2 separate regions of the Mus musculus genome follow, and region 2 is linked to region 1. A link is a contact called in public Hi-C data. All regions are on one chromosome and are shown on one strand. The core of a region is the stretch at or near the end of the contact, and the rest is flanking DNA. Distances in the headings are between cores, read along the strand shown.

Region 1 (6,672 bases), core at 2,583-5,082:
CTGACACACACACACTGACACACACACACAAATGAATAAGTCTGTTTTTAAATGTTCAAGTAAGATCTCTCTTAGTTCCGGCTGGCCTTGAATGTGCCATCCTCCTATCTCAGTCTCCCAAGCACTAGGAATACAGGCATGCACAACCACGGATGGTTTATACACAGATGGAGATTAAAAAAAAAAAAATCTTAGGACTCTCCTTGTGTGGAGTTCAAGCTTGTAACCTGTCACATGAGGCCCTTTCTACCCTAGCTGGTCCCGATCCACCATGTGACTTGCCATTAACTGCAGGTAAGCAACTGCCTCTCAGGCTCGCTTCTCTAAAGCTTCCCCAAACCTGCAAGTTCTAGCACATTCCGATAGCCTGCATTATTTGCTCACACCGTTTCTTCATACTCAGCCACCCTTTCTTCAAGCTTAACTCTAAATCTTCTTTCTTCAAACAATGAAGATACCGAAAGTCAAACTTTGGCTCATTAGTTTTAAATTTTACTTCATTTTTGATAGCTTTGTGTCCTCATTGAAACAATGTGTTCCCAGAATGAAGAAGACTGGAAAAGAGTTGAAGCAATATTTCTGATTTTTTTTTAAAATGCATTTAGATTAGTTGTTATTGCCACTCCGTGGCTGCAGTTGCAAAATGTTGAGTTTGCTATGTGGACCCTGTTGTACTTAATCCAGATGAACACCTATGATTAAGAAACTACAAGTGAAAGCCAATGTTTAATGGAATTTGTTTGCAAGTGGGTTTCACAGCATAATTCAGGAATACCTCTATCACAGAGACAGCCTAATAATACATTCCCATAGAGGTTTACAATGCATCTGTAGACTTCTCCATCTGAAGAGGTGATAAAGAAACAACTGTGTGAACCATAATTAAATCCATTAGGCACAGTGTGGGAGATAATGTTTAAACAACAGCTCGGCAGCTGCAACGCCCATACCCTTCACAGTTGTTCCATGCTCCAAACAGATACACTTGAAGGCAGTTTATTATTTCCATCTTACTTATCAGCTAAATAAAATGAAAATCATTTTGGGTGGGTATATTTAATTGATAAAAGACAACTGATGGTACTTAGAACTGATGTGCAAGATCAAAATCACCAAAGGCAAAAGGTCTTAGTAACATGAAACAAAGACCAAGTGGAGAATTTCAGATACCTATGAATGGTTAGAAGCCGTAAGCACCAGCAAACACTTCCATAAGCCTTCCTTTTAGCCTTTCAATTACAAGAGTATTCTTTTGTTCTAAAATTCTTTTTTTCACTTGGGTGTGGTAGCCAATGGCTGTAATGCCAGCACCTGGGAGGCTGATATGAGATCATCAGAAGTTTGAGGCCAGTGAGAGCAACACAGCCAAGACCCTGCAGTAAGCAAACAAACACACCAAACAAAACAAAATACTTTTTTTTTTATTAACCAACTTACCTGCTGTCACCAGTTTGATCTTCAGTGAGGAAATGGTGCTTCTCAATGAGTAAGTTTACATTAGTTATTTTTCCTGATGCTGAGACAAAGTACTTGCAAAAGCAACACAAGGAAGGATTTATTCTGACCAACGGTTCAAGGGGACAGTCCATCCAGTGAGGAAGTAACGGCGGCAGGTACACGAGACAGCTTGTCGAAGTGCATCTGGATGCAGAGGCAGATGAAGGCTGTGCTCAGCGCACTCTCCCTTCTGTTCACCAGAGGACTCTAGCCCATGGAATGGTACCATCCATATTTTGGGTGTGTTTTCCCACCTCAATTAGCCTAGTTTAGATAATCTACAATAGGTATGTCCAAAGATTTGTGTGCATGATACTTTTAAATCCTATAAAGTTATAATCATGACTAACAACATCACAGAGCTAGAAATGAGACCGACACATCACTAACATGCAGACTAGACTGCCTCAGCCATTCCATGTGTGATCCCCTTTCACCGAATAGATTTGTATGTGACCCTGGGTATACAGGCTAAAATAAAAAGTACTCAGACATTTACTGAGAACACATAATAAACAAGTTTTTAAAACAATTCTTTGCTATACATATAATTTTACCATTTAAAGATTTTTAAGGTAAATTTACATATGAATGAGGTGGTGGCTGTATTCATCTATTTTTATAAGAATTATTGGCTGAATATCTGATACTTTGGGACATAGGGCATTGTCTTAGTCACTGCTCTACTGGTGTGAAGATATATCATGACCAAAGCATCTTACAAAAGAAAGCACTTCATCAAGGGCTTGCTTACAGTTGTGGAAGGTTAGTTCATGGCCATCAGGGTGGGAGCATTACAGCAGGCAGGCATGGTGCTGAAGCAATGCTGAGAGCTTACATCTTGAGGCAGCAATAATGAGATAGAGAGGCAGAGATAATGGCAAAGGTTTTGGAAACCTCAAGTTTACCCTAAGTGACACACCTCCTCCAAAAAGGCCACATGTAACCCTTCCCAGAGGGTTTCACCAACTGAGAAACAAGCGTTCAAAAATGACTGTAAGAGTCTCTCATTCAAACCACCATACGCATCTTCAACATTTTTCAGAGTTGATTAATATCTGATTTATAATTGTCAGGGCTAAGGACGACACAGGACACAAGTATGTGGTACAAATTGCATGTGTGTGTTGCGATCCCTTTCAGAAACCACTGGAAATTCTGTCTTAATCTCAAGCCAAAATTCATTCAACTTTTTAAAAATGAAACTTGTCAGCAACTCAAATAGAAATTAAAAAAAATCATTCTAATACGATGTAATCCAAAGAAATAATAACTTGATTCATGCTGAGGAATGATAATGAAGTCTTTGCTCTTTATAAATATTAATGTTTAAGACCAGAAACCTTTGTATGTATAGTAAAATCACTTTAATTTCAGCATATAGCAGTCCAGAATCTGGGCATGATGTTTTGTGCAGCGTATTCTGGCTCTGTGTGGGCAGTGGCATATGCAATGCAAAGTGCACACACCATTCAGAACCAAGACTGCAGTGCAGCACAGGCAAACACGGCTCGAGATGCTCAGGGGTTCGCTACCTACTTGATTTTGAATTAATTTCTGGTCATTGTATGTTCAGGAATCTGTTACCAATTGCCAATGTTTCGCAATACTCACAGTTAGTTATGTGGCCCCATGTGGGGTCATGACCCACGGTTTTTAAGGAGCTGGGTATCTGAGTTCAACAAAGCTTTCAAGCTCTTCTAGGAAACTGAAACTGGTGACTGGGCTTAAATGTTGTTTAAATTAGGAAAATGTTTGAAGTTCTGTGGTCACTATATGCTAAGGAAAAAAATTCTAAGGCAGAGTCTCACTCTGAAGCCTACTGGCCTGGAATGTGCTAGGTAGCCCAGACTAGACTCAAACTTGTGGCAATCTCCTACCTCACCTTTCAAAATACTGAGATTATAGACATAAACCATGAAGCCTTGGTACTGTCTGGAAACTTTAGTCCAAATAATTAAAAAAGCAATAAATGTGAAAATAAGTTGTTGCTCCACATCACACACACTCAAAATAAAATAAATTTCCAGAGACTCTTCTATTTCTACATTGCTGAGGATATTTTTTATATTGTAAATGAAGATTCTTCATCATATGTTTTGGTGATATCTACTGAGATAAACATGGTCTTTTATTTAATTTAATTTGCTGTTTGCATGGATTGGCTTTCAACTATTGGCTAACCTTCTATTCCCATTTAAAAAAAAATGAAAGAAACTCTCGTTTATTGTCTTGGTTTCTTTTCCTGTTGCTGTGATGATAGAGTAACTTGGGGACAAAGGGGTTATTTGGCTCCCGTTCAGGGGAACCAGTCATCGTGCTGAAAGAGTCAAGGTTCAGAAGTGTGAAAAGCCGGTCACAGTGCACCACAGTCGAGGCACAGAGAGCCATAAATGCGTGCTGCTATTCGTGCGGCTTCGCTTTCCTCCTCCATAGGCCAGGAGCCCAGACTGAGAATGGCATACCCACAGGGGGCTGCCTTCCCACTTCAATTAAATGAATGAAGATACTCTCTCACAGGCAGGCCTAGAGGCCGATCTCCCAACTAGATCCTAGTTGAAAATTAATATTAACCATTACTGTCATATGCCTCTATTTGGAGAAGAGATTCCCCTCTGGAATCAACTAAAGATTTTTGCTAAGGTTTATTACAGTTGTTATACTTACTCATCACATTATCATTATTAATTTTTTTATAATGCGTGTACTGGAGGAGAGATTCCACAGTGTAGAGGTGAAAGGTAACTCTGTGGTGTCCGTCCTTTATTTGGGGTCCAGGGATTGAACCCTGGTTGTTAGGCTAGTGAGGCAAGGACTTTACCAGCTGAGCCATCTTTCTGGCCCTGTCCTGTCTACAGAATTTGTGTGTATTAATGAGAAGTATTTGGCTGAATCTGTCTGTGACAGGCTTGAGTGTCAGGTCAATGACAGCTTCATAAACGAGCTAGGATCTGCTCTCTTATCTGCTGTCTGAATCGTTTGTCTAGAACTAGCCCTGTTTTTTCCTTTACTGTTGGGAAGGCTTGCCAGTGAAGGCATCTAGGCCTGAAGTTTGAAGTTGTACTTCTGTAGCTTACACTGGTCAGGTTATTTATTTCTGGAAAGTGCTTTGATCACTTCTTTCACGGTATGGATAGTTCACCAAGTTGCTAGATTTACGGGTGTAAAATTGCTAACAGTTCCTAATGTGTTTTTAATTAACTGTAGGACTTTGGCACCGCCTCACTCGTTCCTGATTGGATGATTTTTGTCCTCTCTTTTCTGATTGGGTGATTTTTGTCCTCTCTCTTCTTAATAAATCTGACTACAGCTTATTGATTTTGTTCATATTTTCAAAATGCCAGCATTTGATCTCAGTATTTCCCCTATAGCTTCTCCTCTCCATTTCACCCCCTCCCCCCCGCCCCGCTTTGGGCTTAATTTGCACTGTCTCTAGGTCACTAAGATAGAAGCTCACTTCCTTGATACATCTGTCTTCCTTTCAAATATAAAGAGTATCATAAATTTCCCTCTGCACCTCACGAAGGTGGATCATGTCTAGTCAGTTCAGCATGCTTTATGAATACGTCTTTCTTCCTTTTGACTCCTGGGGAATTTGGAATTGAGAACAGAATTGTGCTATAGGAGGTTATTCTCCACCGTGATAAGTGTTCGGCTTGTGTAAGAACATAACGCGCATTTTGCTGTTTGGGACCAGAGTGGCCCGTAAGTGCTGAGTTAGTGACTCAGCTCTTTAATGCTCACTGGTGACTTGTTCTTCTCCATTGATGATGGTAAGATGAGAACTGAAATCCTCAACTAGGCAGTTGTGAATCTATTTATCATTAGCTTACCAGACCATGTTTTCTGCATTTGAAGACTGTTTAGAATCATACTATCTTCTCTGCTATAGCACCTTTATTATTACAGAGTGCCTTTCTCCATCCCTAGAAACACTCTTCGCCCCGAAATCTAGGGTATCTAACTATACTACAGTCACTTCATTTGTCTTTTGATGTCTATGCAGTTTAACTTGTTCACTCTTTTCTTTTAAACTATTTACATTTTTACATTTAGCTCAAGCCAGTTTACATGCTTGTATGGAGTAGAAAGGGCTCATGACCCTCCCTCCCTAACCAAGCTGCTATGGACAGCTGTTAGCTGCCAGGGGATGAAGAGTCAGTCATCTCTAAGGGTCTGACTTGTTACAGGTCAACCCCACTCCAGTGAATGGCCCCACACTCAGGTATGGATAGCACAGATTGGAATTTGTGGGTTATGGGGAGGCAGCAGGAAAAGAGGTTGGAACCGAAAGGAGTTGAGAGAGAGCAGGGAGTGAATATGTTCAAAATACATGGTATAAAATTCTCAAAGAATTTAGTAAAAATATTAATAAAAATATGTAATTTAGATAACTTGATCTTCGTGTGCCCCCCCCTCCCCCACAACTGGGGCAGGGGCTGTCCCTGACTGTTGCTTGCCTGTGGATCCTGTTACCCTTGTCTGGCCTCAGGAGGAGAGGATGTGCCTAGTCCTGCAGTGACTTGATGTACTAAGGTGGGTTGGTACCGAGGGGAGCCTCCCCATTCTCAGAGTAGAAGAGAAGGGGTATGGGGGAGGGGTCATATGAGACAGGGACTGGGAGTAGGGGGAGCTGCTATTGGGATGTAAAGTAAATAAATAAATTAATGGTAAAAATATTGGATATGGTATTTTGTACTTGTACTCTTGGTTGCTTATGAGGTGGAGGTAGGATCACGGGAGCCCAGGAGTCAGAGACCAATGAATTAGAGGCAACAAAGCGAGACAGTGTCTGAGGGATGGGAGACAGGTGGCTTTCTTCTGGGCAGTATAGAGTTGGGTCTTTCTTTCTCTTTCTTTCTTTCTTTCTTTCTTTCTTTCTTTCTTTCTTTCTTTCTTTCTTTCTTTAATTAATTTTTTTAATTAGGTATTTTCTTCATTTACATTTCAAATGCTATCCCAAAAGTGCCCCAGACCCCCCCCCACTCCCTACCCACCCATTCCCACTTTTTGGCCCTGGCGTTCCCCCCGTTAAAGTTTGCAAGACCAAGGGGCCTCTCTTCCCAATGATGGCCGACTAGGCCATCTTCTGATACATATGCAGCTAGAGACAAGAGCTCCGGGGTACTGGTTAGTTCATATTGTTGTTCCACCTATAGGGCTGCAGATCTCTTT
Region 2 (6,672 bases), core at 2,627-5,126, 78 kb before region 1:
ATAGTTAGCTTTATGTCATGGTATTTATTTAAGTTATCAAAGAGAACAGTGAAGGTCACCAATGGCCTTTGTTACCCTCTACGAGATGGAAGTTTGCACTTTAGATATACACAGAATCATTGTACCATGTCACACAGACTATGGCTTTGTCCTTTTCTGTGAGTATTTAAGTGTGACTTAAGGAATGGGCGTGGGTGGATGTAACAAGAGTGGCCTGAGCTGGCCAGTTTAATGCATCGGCTCCACCCACTCAGCTAGGTGTTTCCTCATAGGTATTTTGTAGCTATTAGTCACAACTACAGTGGGTTGGTTTTAAGTAAAGAAGATTATCCTCAATAATCTGAGTGGGTCTGACTGTGGTCTCTCAGTTTCTCTGAGTCAGAGAAAGTCTGAGTGGCCTCCAGAGTCCAGGGTTGATAGCTTGTCTTTCCTGGTCACACACACACACACACACACACACACACACACACACACACACACACACCCTCTTTTTGCCTTTGAGACTTCACCTGATACAGTCCCAGGTTCTTTCAAAAAAAGCAAAGGACATCAAAGTCCAGTATTTCCCATAAACGTAAAAATTCACACCAAAAATTTAAGAACAATACATTCACGAACTTGAATAAAAGCTAGTGAAGTCCCTAGAAATCAGTCATTGAAATTCATTACTTTAGCACAATAAAAGAGAAAAGCCATACCATTGTCTCGATAAAACAGAATCAACAAATTCTATATTTGTGTGCACTAAAAACTGTCAGTAAATGAAAGCCAGAGTGAACTCTCCTGAGTACATTAAAGAATATCTGTGAAATCTACAAGCATTGCACTTAGTACCAAAATACTGTCTGCTCCCCGGCTGGGGACGAGACCTAGGCAAGGATGTTTATCTTATTGTTTCCAGTTGTCACTGAACATCAAGGCCACAACCAGTGCAATAAAGCAAGAAAAGAAATAAGTATCATGAATATAATTTTATAAAAGGTGAAACTGTCTTTATATATAGCATGCTTGCTGTATATGTTGAGTCAAGGCTCAACTGTTTAATAGCCTCATGATTTGAGGTTAAATATGTTTTATAGTAAGCCTACACTATAAAATGATGACATTGAGGCTGGGATAAAATATTATATACGTGGACCCAGCATTGTCTGGGGCTCAAAATGTATTAGTGTTGATAGTATTGATAACTTAAATGATTCTACCTAACCAAAGTTTATAGACCTATTGACTTGCCAAAAATTCTTATTACACATTTTATTTATGAATTTGTATATTTACAGTCATGAAGAATATTGGTTTGCAATTTTTTTCCCATTTGTGCTTTGTAAAGTTTTAGTTTCAGGGTTTTCTGATCTTACAATGGGAGTTGGGACTACATCAGCCAAAATGACATCAGAGAAAGAACTCTAGGACATATGTTGCAAATGTGATGTTTGTAGGCAGGTTTTTATGGACATAATATATATTTCAATCTCCTTTAATCCATCAGCCAACTTTTAGGTCAATTCTATCTTTGGGCTCATTTCATGAGAAACTGAGACAGAAAGGAAGGTTCAGCAATCTGCTCTGTGATTCATTGCTCACAATTGGCTGGATTCGAGGATCATTGCTTGGCCCCCATGTCCAAGCCTTTCCACTGCTTCCTAGACACGTTCAAAAATAGCTTCCAACTTACCTCGGCAGACTGTGTTTGTTCTTTGTGTACAGATAAAATTAGTTAGTCACAAGCACTTACTCTAACTGTCCAAATTAACACTGCACATGTGTCAAATGGACCTAAACTGTTGCTGAAGGCAGGGGAACCAGGAAGCGGGCGATCTCTTTTCATTCCAAGTGATTTGGATCAACACCAGCCTTCAAGATTTCTGCTATGGAGATAAATCAGGGCCTGTAGTAACCCGAGTCTCACCATATTCAATGTCTAATTTTTGCTAGGAATCAAGGACACAGCAGCTAAAACATGACCTGTGTTGGAGCCTGTACAAAGTCACTATGCATTACTTAACTGCTACACATTGGCCCAGAAGTATTTCATTAACAACACTCTTGCTGTAGATTCTATCTAGTTACCATAGAAACTTTGAAGGAAAAGCTTGTTTGTAACCCTTGGACTAGGTTCATTATGCAGCTCTATAGCTCTATTTAAAGATTCCCCTTGTTATTTTAAACTCTTCCCTTTCTGCTTGCTTGTTTTCTTCTCCTGCTAGACAGCTCAGTCAAATCCATTCATGACCTTCAAACAGCCACTCACGTGGTTTTCAGGGCACAGTTCCTGAAGGTGGATGTCTATAGCCAATGGCGCTTTTCTGTGTTTATCTGTGAAATAGACTTTGGTTACCACAAGATTTTGGTTGTTGTTGGTTTTTTTGTTTTTTTTTTTTAAAGCTGAAGTTTCACTTCATCAAAAATAAAAATGAACTGTCTTGTTTCTATTCTCTCTGTCAAATGAACTTCCCATCCAGTCCAGGTCTTCACAGAAGGCCCCATGAGTCCCCACTCAACTCCTCAGACATCTTTTAAGTAGGAAGTGTCTGCTTTCTAGAAGCTCTGAGTCTTCCTGTCCTCCCACCAGCCCTTTCCTCCTGGAGTTGCCAAATACAGCACTTAGCTGTGCTGGCCTCTACAGTTTCCCCTCCCCTGGGGTACTCATATCTCAGAGCACTTTACAGCCAGTGGGCCCCCAGGAAGTGAACTCCTGCCTGCCTCCCTACTAGGCAACATCTCCCAACAGGGTCCCTCTGTTCTCCTGCCTGATGTCCATTTGGCCCACGTGGAAATTCCCATCTGTTTGCAATTGGTTTTGTTCTGCAGGAGAGAGGTGGGTGTTGGACAACTGGGTTGCATTTATCAGGGTCATTCAGGGTCTGGTTTGGAGGGAAGGTTGGGGGCCAGATGTGGAACACTTCTAGAGGCTAAAAAGTATAACCTGTGGAGTTTAGAAGATTGTTTGGAGGGTTTTTGATTTTGGTCATAGAAGGAGTTGAGGTCAGATACCACAGCTGAGGGCAATTCCACATGAACGCTATGTGTCCCCTCAAAGACAGATCCAGTCTTCCAGAGAGAAAGTAGAGGTTGGGGCCCTGTGTCCAGGGCATACCTGCCTTTCCAGCTGACTTAACCCCTCAAGTGAGGATACAAATTTGGCATAATTTCATAAGTCCACTGAGGAACACACTGCGGGAATTCGTGGACTAACTTTTCAGATTTATTTTCACTATAAATTATGGATTTCTTTTTAAAGCAATGTCTTTATTGAGATATACTCTCTATCCAATAAAAGACCCTCTAAACTTTGTAATTTAGGGTAAGGGGTAGACAGTACTCGCCTAGCTTGCACAAAGTCCTGGGTTTGACCCCCAGCTCTGCTAAAGTATATGATACAGGGGATTTGGGTATTTGTAGAGTTGGGCAAATATTACTTCTCTAATTTTAGAATATTTGTATCATTCTACTCTAAACATTCTGTAGCCATTTATCCCAACTTCCCACTCTCTTCCCTGAGTCCTCAGAAACCAACAACCTGCCTTCTGTTTCTGACCACAAGTTTCTGGCCACCACCCAGTGACTTTAGGTATCCCCGTAGACAAACGCAAAGCCAAATGTGCACCGGGATTGATCACACTCCTCAGAAACCATTGCTGTGTTTCTCAGGCTCTAGCAAACCCAGCCTCATTCTCCCTATCACTGAAAAGAACAGATGGCTGAAGCCGTCTCCAGGCCAAGGCTGTGCCTCTGTATTGCCAAACATGCTGATGAGCCCTGTAACTCAGCCCGGAGTCACTAGGAAAACAAATGCGGAAATACCTGGACAGCGCCAAAGCAGCACAGGCATTTCCCAGCTCTCCCGCCACACCACGTTGCAGCTGCATGGGTGACTCCTGACACAGTGACCCTTAGTGGAAATGGGTCTGTGCATGCCAGATGACTCAGGGTCAGGACTGGCCTGAGTGGACTGGCAGTGCTAAGAACGGGCAGCGGTGCTGATTTCAGATGAAGTTCCCAATATGAGTAGGTGAAGGGGCTGGAGCCCGAGGCCTCAGGGCTAGGGAACAGATTGTTCATGAGCTAAGTAGACAGCTAAGCACTTAACACGAGGAGCACAGGGAAGCAGCAGCATGGACCGCAGGAGGCTGAGAGCTGCCGCCACCTCGCTTGGGAACAGCAGCCAGTTCAGGGGCTGCTTGCTGCTTGGAAGCATTTTTACAGGCACAGAGGATCTGTGGCACTCTGAATTGAGAATCCCTGATGGAACACAACTGGGCGGGTGTAGATCTTCCTGCAGCAGCTCAGCCTCTTCAGAAAAGGAAAACGAGTGAAGAAAACATTTGTATTTCCAAGAATACCATAGCAGCTTCCCTTGGAGGGAACACTTCATGATACAGCTATAGTACTTGTTAGCATGTGACTTTTCCAGCCCAGAGCATGGGCTTCTGCAAGGAGAGTCTGTGTCGTTTCATTTTTATAAGCTTGGCATATAGTAATTACCAGTAAAGCCTCATTTATTGGGTGAAAAATTTCAAGTATCTATTTCTAACGTTTTTTTCCCCCAAAGAACTCTGTAGCATTAAAAAAAAATCCTTCCTCCAAAAATCACTGTATTAAGAAGGGCAGTTAAAATAAAGTGCAAATGTGTGCTTTTAAGCATGCTATTCTTATCAAGGAAGACACAGTGCTGTGCGATGCATCCATGAGGAGAATCTGTGAGCTGAATAAAGATGTTTAAAACCATAGAAGACTGGATCTAAGACCATAGAGCCAGGCCCTTAACAACAAATACCTGGAATACATGTGAGCCCTCCCTTCCACACCTAGGAAAGACGCTGCCAATCATGTCTGGCTGTTTCCCACCAAATGTAGGCTTAAGTGTAGACTCGTCACCAGCACTTTTTCACAGGACTGTTCCTGGGTGGTTGGTGAGGAAACATACACAGTAACTTGTCAGCCCAGGACAGACAGGACCTTGAAACCCCTTGAGGTCATCTTGGGGGGTGGGGGTGGGGGGTGGGGAAGGGCACTTGAGAGGAGCCTACTGGACTCCTGAGATGCACAGCCTGTTGTCTGCATGCAGAGTGACTTTATTCTAATTCAAGGACTCCTGCTGCGACTGGATCTGAGGCCCAGACAGGCAAAGGTCCGGCTTATCAAGAGATTCAAGGACCGAGACAGCCAGAGCCTAGAAGTCAGGTGAGCCAACCAAGCCAGTTATTTTCAAATCTGAGTGTGGAGGAATAGGCAGTTAGCTGAGGAGGACATAAATAGTATTCATTTCTTCCCAGCTGGGTGAATAATTGCATCTACCCAGGAAACCTGCCTCAGAGACAAGCTGCCTGTTCCTAAGGATGCGCTGCCCATGCAGAAACACGGGTGGATACAATCTGATAGTACTAGTATCGTCTGCCCCTGTGACAGTGGGGAGGATAGACTTCAGAAAGAAGAGTTCCTGTCTGGATTCTGGCAAAGCAGAGTTAGGGAGAGATCTTTCTTCCCTTGGCTCCCAAGAAGGGGAAAACAGAAAATTACAGTCACACGCTGTATAACGTCTCAAAAAGCAGCAGACAGCACACAAGATGGCAGTCCCGGAGACTCTGTCATCTAGGGACATTGCAGCTGTCTTAGTTTGTGTGAATATATTCTATGATGCTCACAGGATTTTTCAAAATCTAGCCCTGTGGTTCTCTGAACATGTGACTCAACTGTAAGGATTGCCCTTTCTTTGGCCTTTGGTGTGAACCTGAAGTGTTTACACCGGTCTTCAGCGTGACTCCTGAGAACATGGGGTTTCAGTTTCTTCATGGGTAGAGGAATTCAAAGCCAGATAGGCTACATGACTGCACCACTGATGTACAGTGAGCCAGCTGGGATCAGAACACGGGCTCTCTTTGTTCAAGACGCTAATCTCACTGAACGGCGCTGACTTGCCTAAGCTGCCGGTAGAAAGGCTGCTACATCCTTGAATGCCTGAATGCCTAACAGTGACATCATTGTAACCAGAACGGCCCTGAAGAGAAGTGGGTAGGAACTGCCATGTGTCTAATTTTTATGGCACTTTGCCTCTAAGAGCTAGAAGTATTTTCTTGCCATGTAATAAAGGGACTTGATAAATGAAAGCGTTCAGTGTTCATAACATTCTTCCAACACTATTTGATTAATGCTGTTTGATTAAGCATCAGAAGAGTCAGTATATGGGGCACTGGCATAGTGTACACACTGCTGCCTCCGGCTTGGGCAAGAGAATAAGGAAAACACTCAGAAAGTGGGGGTAGGCCCACTGATACCCCAGGGCGCTGACCTGTAAATGGAGGCATGAATCTGTGTCGCACACTCAGGGCTGTCTTGAGACTTACTTCAGATGGCGTGTATCTTGAAGAGAGCTACAACATTTTGCTGGGAGGTCAAGTCTGTTGGGCAGTGGGGTTTAGGTGAGCTGAAGAGGACTGAACCATGACACTGATAACCATCACTGCCATCGGGGAACGCTCCAAAAATGCCAGCTAAGCTGGTTGCTTTCCCTTTCTGACTCAGAAAGACCAAGGTTGCCTCAGAGCCCACTCCCAACCTCTTTTCCTTCTTCATGAGCTTGGGACCCTCAGCTGGGCTTAGCCTCTGGCAGCTTCCTTAGCAATGAACTACAGCTTGCCAGGAGGTCAGACACAAAACGCCGTTGCAACAGCA

What was found. A called contact is a pair of places that touch in the nucleus more often than the background predicts.
Region 2: a contact with region 1 is called in a Hi-C map of liver, with 2.9 times the contacts expected there. The contact joins two enhancer-like sites. A contact is called at or near these places in 3 of 484 Hi-C or Micro-C datasets (liver and nephron progenitors) and 5 of 115 datasets of contacts at active chromatin or transcription factors (embryonic fibroblasts, embryonic stem cells, intestinal crypt epithelium and 2 more).

Annotation. Positions count from the first base shown.
Region 1 is chr12:52,315,776-52,322,447 of GRCm38.p6, reverse strand. No RefSeq gene overlaps it. Among named protein-coding and RNA genes, the nearest start is that of Gm40423, 42 kb to the left of the region's middle. Within about 2 kb of position 3,832, at least 8 of the 459 cell types and tissues checked have an H3K27ac peak or open chromatin away from gene starts, as enhancers often do. A contact at or near this core is called in liver, where this site is marked.
Region 2 is chr12:52,393,790-52,400,461 of GRCm38.p6, reverse strand. No RefSeq gene overlaps it. Among named protein-coding and RNA genes, the nearest start is that of Gm40423, 36 kb to the right of the region's middle. Within about 2 kb of position 3,876, at least 97 of the 459 cell types and tissues checked have an H3K27ac peak or open chromatin away from gene starts, as enhancers often do. A contact at or near this core is called in liver, where this site is marked.